2 separate regions of the Zea mays genome follow, and region 2 is linked to region 1. A link is a contact called in public Hi-C data. All regions are on one chromosome and are shown on one strand. Each heading gives the region's core, a stretch centred on a gene start, on an enhancer-like site or on the middle of the called end of the contact. The rest is flanking DNA. Distances are from core to core; before and after follow the strand shown. Region 1 has its middle 23 kb from the start of LOC109944053. Region 2 has its middle 7.8 kb from the start of LOC100273525.

Evidence for each region. A called contact is a pair of places that touch in the nucleus more often than the background predicts.
Region 2: a contact with region 1 is called in a Hi-C map of tassel, with 6 times the contacts expected there. The contact joins two enhancer-like sites. A contact is called at or near these places in 3 of 25 Hi-C or Micro-C datasets (ear, endosperm and tassel).

The regions. Positions count from the first base shown.
Region 1 is chr2:189,549,680-189,553,050 of Zm-B73-REFERENCE-NAM-5.0, forward strand. It overlaps the pseudogene LOC103647465. Among protein-coding and RNA genes, the nearest start is that of LOC109944053, 23 kb to the left of the region's middle. Within about 2 kb of position 1,817, at least 18 of the 20 cell types and tissues checked have an H3K27ac peak or open chromatin away from gene starts, as enhancers often do. A contact at or near this core is called in ear and tassel, where this site is marked.
Region 2 is chr2:189,814,602-189,817,972 of Zm-B73-REFERENCE-NAM-5.0, forward strand. No RefSeq gene overlaps it. Among protein-coding and RNA genes, the nearest start is that of LOC100273525, 7.8 kb to the right of the region's middle. Within about 2 kb of position 1,615, at least 12 of the 20 cell types and tissues checked have an H3K27ac peak or open chromatin away from gene starts, as enhancers often do. A contact at or near this core is called in ear and tassel, where this site is marked.

The DNA of each region.
Region 1 (3,371 bases), core at 567-3,066:
GAAGTGGATTATGATATAAATTAGTTAATTTTGTATCCTAATTCATCCTAACCTTATAGGAGCCTTTTTGGAATAAGGGAATTTTCCTTGTAAAATTGAACTAATTCCGGTAAAATTTGTGCAAGTTCTAATAAATTTCTGCATTCCAAACATGTCTCCTACCGTGTATATAAGTGCATCCAAGCAAGATCGACACACATTACTACTAGATACGATATGGCATATAATTCTTTGATAAAAAAATCTTTGAAGGCTCACTATCTCTCTACACTTTTCTACCCCTATAAAGCATCTGTTTTTTTGTTTCCACCGTTGTCCCTTTTGCAAAAAAAGTCATTATACTTCTTTCTAATCTAACCCACGGTCCAAACATGTGTATCGTGCGCGAAGCGTATAGGTTTGTTCATCTCCGCTACTTCTCGCCTACCATTGGACCCTTATCTATGGATCGTGGGAAACCACCTAACCCCCAACACGATAGGAAACCACACGCAACGAAACGCTCCCACATAGTACCACCTCACAGTCTAAAAGAGGACAAGCGACCGAGTGAACTATAAAAAAGGGTTGGATATCAACTATGTATTTTAGGTTTAGAGAAATGTCCACAAATTTAGAGAAGTGTAGTTGTATACACTTCTTTCAATCAAGACTACTGGGTGCAATAAAGATTATTCTTACTGCTCTCAGACATCAAGATACAACACTGGATTGAAAGATTGATGGTCAAGAATGCTAAAGCAGCAAAAAAGTATTGTTATTATAGCAACGGTTTTTAATAAACAAACTTTGTATGACTATTCTTACATATATAGAGATTAAACCAATGAATAGTTAAAGGCTATGGCAAATATGCAGTTTACCGGGAAAAGAAAATTTCCATTCAACTGGTCGTTTGGTCTATAATTTTGACTATATAGATGAACCGGACAAGCAAGTCTGGAGCGCGGTTAGGATCAAGAACATATCAATTTCCAGTCTTCAAGGTTACAACCAATTGTCTCTACCAAAGTTCTATAGGCAACTTAACTTTGATTAACAACACAACACATGGCCATATTTATGTTATTGTTGCACTATTTTTTACCGTTGCAACGCACGGGCACCCACCTAGTATATATATATTCTCAACTCTGCCTATATATAGAGGTTCTAATATTGAGCTACTAAAATTAGTTGAATACATCCAAACAGTATAACTAATATTATTAATATATTAGCTAATAGTTAGCTAGATATTTGTTAGTTAGCTAATTTTACTAGCAATTTTTAGTCAACTAAATATTAGCTCAAAGCCATTCAAACACCCTCTAACAATCAAGCGGTTTGTTTAATGTATGAGTATTTTTCTAAATATTCCCTCCGTCTAAATTTATAATTCGTTTGAACTTTTCAATCTACTCGTCTTATAAAAAAATTATGAAAAAACAAAAAATTTATTGTGGTTTTGTTTATTATCAAATATGTTTTATATATATGGCTTAATTTTTTCTATTTTCTTATAAATTTTTTGAATAAGACAAGTGACAAAGAAGTTAAACGAATTGTATTTTAAAACAGAGGGAGTACGAACATGACGAAGACAATCGAAGGATTTGGATTTTTTTAACTATGCTAGAAATTGATTACTAGATGAGAGATCTAGATTTCATATATGTATATGTGCACAAGATTTATCATATGGATTTGATACACGTGAGGGTGAATGGGAATCATTGAATCAACTCCGCCCGTGGGCCCGAGCTAGCTGCTAGCCTGCCTGGGACTGGCTCTGCAGCAGGGAGCCAGGGACAGCAAACTTGAACACCCCCGCAGGCCGCAGTGGAGTGGAGACAGGTTTTAGGTGTGCAGCAGTCTTGCTGGGAATGGGATTAGCTTACGGCCCGGCCGAACATCCAAACACCACGCCTGCCGCTCCAGCTAGGGTATAGCCGCTTATCGGAGACATGAACATGAGTAAATTACATGACAATATATAATCTGCGTATGGTACATTATTTCATGATTTATGGGTATTTTGTTTCACAAATAAAATGCCATAGACACGTATGACGGTACGAGTAATTCGGATCCCGAACCGACAATCTACCTACACAGCCATACGGGGGAGACGTACACGCAGGGGCTAAGTAATTCTTTCCCTTCACGGTTTCTATTCACAACGGGTTTCTATTCACAACGGAGTTCCCGTTCTGTATAACCCATCCACCAAGCTTAGGCCAAACATGCAATATTGATGCCAAACAGACCATGTGACAATCCGGAAGTGCCTCATGCAACAACAGGGTAGGATGCACACGTAGCAACACCTGCATCGTTTAGAGTCCAAGTCAGTATCGTGTTAGTGCTAGTGCGCTATATAACCTGAAACACGAGATCTCTTCTCGTTCTTTCGTAGTGATGAAATGTATGGAATACTCACCGCACATGTTTTTGCCCATTTCCATCTTGAAGTAACCCTCATCACCCCAGTCAGCGCCCCATGAGTTCTTGATGAGCCAGTAGGGGACACCGTTCTCGACACCATAGCCAACAGCCAGAACAGCGTGGTTCACATCCTAGCAATGCAAAAGGATTCATAATTTCAGATCATGACAACAGAATAACAAAGAATCCTAGCATTGATGAGATAGGAGCAATTCGTAGTGAAACTCTACATAGGCAGACCATAGATGAATCGTAGGCTGATGACACAAAAGCTACTGTAACTGACCATCGGTGTAGTTCCGCAGTGGTCACTAGTGTAGACTCCGGTCTTGTACAGTCTGAAACCACTGATCACCTCGAAGGCAACACTAACCGGGCGAACCAGACCAACAGCATCCTTCAGTTCATCCTCAGCACCCTAACCACACCAACAGAAATAGTATAAACTATTGACTTAGAGTAGTTAAATGTAGATAACACTCTGTCGAAACTTAGGATGGGTTTATCCTCACCAGGGTGATGTTAACCGAGTCCAAAACCTTGACTCCAACATTCTCAGCCTTGAACTGGCAGATTCCGTTGACACCTTGGTAAGGGTAGGACTCCTCGGTGTCAAGACCACCATTGTATTTGATGTATTCAAAGGCCTGGGATGGAAGGCCCCCCTTACATCCGAAATTGTTGAATGCAAAACCGCAGTCAACAAGCTGTTGCTCAGAGAGAGAGATGGCCTTGCCAGTTGCCTGGGTATATGCAGCCTCAAGCGCACCAGTAGTGCTGCCATAGTAAGCATCAAGGGAATTTAATTATTTTTTCTGCACGATCCCCTTTTTCTACTTTCAGAACATGCTAAGATGGTCATTTCTATGCACAATGGAAAAAAGGAGTGGAAATAGCATATAACAGGAGATATAAGAACGGCTAACAGCTGGTTGCCAAAAAAG
Region 2 (3,371 bases), core at 365-2,864, 260 kb after region 1:
GAGTTTGCACATTCTAGTTTTGATTATTTGCATAGGTTTTGCTCTAGGGATTTAATTGTGGCCTAGTTTAGTAAAAGTTAAGTCCTAATTCACCCCCCCCCCTCTTAGGCGTCACCCGTTTCCTACAGCATCGTCACTAGGGTCGGCGATCCTCCGCGCATCCATGGCGGTGAGAAGTGCCATTAAGCCACCGCTAGGGCATAATGGTGGCGGCTCCTCCATTTCATAGCCGCCACGTCACTGATCCACAACGAGGGTGACACTTTAGCCTGTAGGAGACAATTTCGAGGGTGAAGGCTGACGGCGACGAGTCGGTGGTGGCCGCCGCGTTCTCGGCGACGCCCCTGCTGTGTGTGTGAGGAGTCTGATGTTTGTGTTGTTTGGGGATTGAGGAAGAAGAAGGTCGGGGGCTTCCTCGTAAAGTGAAATAGGGGGTTGCGTGGGAGCGTGGGTGGCTTCTTTGTGAAAAGTGCAGGCACCGTTGGATGTTGGTTGTGTGGTGTGGATGACTCATGCGCATGGGAGCACCAGATAGCTGTGCGCACGGGATATGAATTTGCCTATAAACCTCTGTAACGCTATAGCGACATCACACGTACGCGTTAAGAAAACATAGTTATTTCTTTCGCGAGCCTGCCTTGGCATGCGTTGATGCTCTCTACCAAAACCACAGCTAATTGGTCAAGACATCGAACTAGGTCTGGCTCCACCGACCAAAACTCTTTAATTGACTTCGTCATCTTCTCGCATTCTTTTTCGACTGGCATGTGTGTGCCTAGCCTGCATCTTTGGATGGGTTTGTGTAGCATCTACTACTACTACTTGAAGCATTTGTTTTCTTCGCACACTCGATCAACAGAACATCCGAACCTAATCAACTCTGCAGGCATGAACGACCATTTCTGCAGAGGGCCATGGCTCATTGGCCCCCTCGCGCTGGAGCATCAAGCATTAACAGCGTGTTTGGTTTGCAGGTTGGATTGCTTCCGGAGTCATCTGGACCTACGTCCAAGGCTATATTATCATTTGGTTTGAATCGCGGAACGATGTCATCCGTCACTGCGTTATTCTAATAATATACTAACACGTGTGATCAGCTCACTCCGCAAGAAAGTGCAAGACCACTCCATCCGGAGCCAGGCCACGATGGATGAGCCAAACCATCAAACCAAACAAAACACACTGTAAAATTCATTTTAGTTAACTATTAGGTTTATATAATATTTGATGTATGTGTTATATTTATATATATATATATATACATATATAAGTTCATCTTTATCCATCTAAATATAGACATAAAAATCAAGAGCTAAATGGGGGAGTATTTATAAATACTTGTCAGTAGTCCAGTGATACGTACGACGTATACATATGTACACAGCATAACCGATCAGCATGTACTGTACAATATTTCCAGCAGCTCAGTTTCGAGGAAGGTGACGAGGATCAAGTAGCTGGAGCAATGTGATCCTAAACGATTTTTAAATAGAGATGCTGTTGTGGATAGCCTCATCAGCCATTGGAGATGGAAGGAATCTCGGGTCTGTACAGTGCGGCATGCCACGGAAACGCGCGACACTGGGAGACTGATCGAAGATGCCAATGCCATGCATGGCCATGCATGTGCATGGCGTGCCCCCAGGATCGGCGCGTCGGTCCAGTCGATCGATCTGATTAGCACGAGCACCGGCATGGGCGGAGCGCAGCTCGTGTCCGCTCGCAGACGCACAAGTCTTTTAATAGCGACCCAGAACAATACAAAAGGGCATTGCATGATTTTTTTTGCAGTGCTGTCCGCCAGTTAGCAGAACTATTTTATATTGTATGTAATGCACCTTCTGCTATTAGTATTTGCTTTTCGTTTCGAGGTCGCTCATTCATGTCGTCTAGCTTGACGTGGCGCCGCGCGCGCTGCATGCATGGGAGTGTAGAAAAAAGGATCCGAATCCGATGCAATGCAAGTACACAGCACACCGCACAACTGCACAAGGAGCGGCGAGAGGGACGGCTGATCTGTATGCGAAGGGAGCACGATCTGGACAGGATGCATGGCCGCGACGCGACAAGGACAGCGCCGGAGCGGCAGCGCTCATTTCTGTGAGCCTCGCTCGGTCGATCATGTCGGGAAGAAGACAGCGTACGTGCCAGCAGGTCAGGATTGGGTCGAGCCTCATTCGTTCCCCCCAAACGCCACGCCGGCCCCTGGGCGGCGGTGCAGTGCACCGGCCGGTGCGAATGGCCGTGTCGTGCAGTGTTCAGTTTAGATCGATGCATGCATGCAAGGCATATAATGCATGGTTCCCTGAACTCGTCATCGTGGCTTCGCGTGAATAGCTCGTACACCACCGATTTGGGACGGAAGTTTGGATGATCTGGCGGTCTCTCAGGTACGGTCAGCTGCCTGCGACGACATACCGTGAGTGAAATGCACAGCGGCGCGCGGATCAGCCGCCAGTCGCTAGAGTGATACAAGCAGGCCACCGGTCGACGACGCGCGGAACGGCAGAGGCATGCAGCAGACAGGCGGCAGGAACAGGAACGTGGTTATCCGCATCGTCTAATCCTAAACCATAGTATGCCTTGACTTTATACGAGCACCTGTTTAGTTACCCGCATATTTTAGATGTAGGCTGAATAAGGTCATGTTTGGTTCCTTTAGTCTAGGGACTAAAGTTTAGTCCCTAATATATTTGGTTTTAGGGGCTAAAAATAGTAAGAAATAATAAATGACTTATAAGAAGACTAAAATAGCCTTTAACATTCTTCTGCTATTAGTACAATTGAACTAAATGAGTGGTAAATGTGAAATTAATATGATTTAGTCCCTTTTAGCACATATGTGAAAGACTAAAGACTAAATCATTTTAGTCCTAGTGTTTGGCAAAAAAGAGACTAAAAACTAAAGACTAATCTTTAGTCCTTATAACCAAACACCTCCTAAGTAGATGTAAAATAAGTTATTCCGCTGCATCTCGGCCACGTTGCCACCACCCTAACACGAGGGAGTCAAAATACATAGAAGTGAACAAGGTTCTTCAGATATCGAAGGAAACGCAACTTTCAGCAAAGAGCTCAGCAAGTGGCCTAATTTGGAAGTTGAAAGACTTGCTGTTATGTAATTTTGTGTCAAGGATAGTCAATTACATTCCCCGCTCTTGTAATATGGTCACACAACGAAATAATGTTCCATCTTATATTCAGGATATGATTGTCAAAGATTTGGCACAGGTTATCACGTAATGGAGAGCACACTTCCGTGCTCAAAAGAAAAGGCAAGCTACTGCAATAATTTCAGCTAGCAAATGTAACTTACGCCTGTACATTTTAATATACAATGCCAAAAATACGGTACAACATCCGCGTCGCAC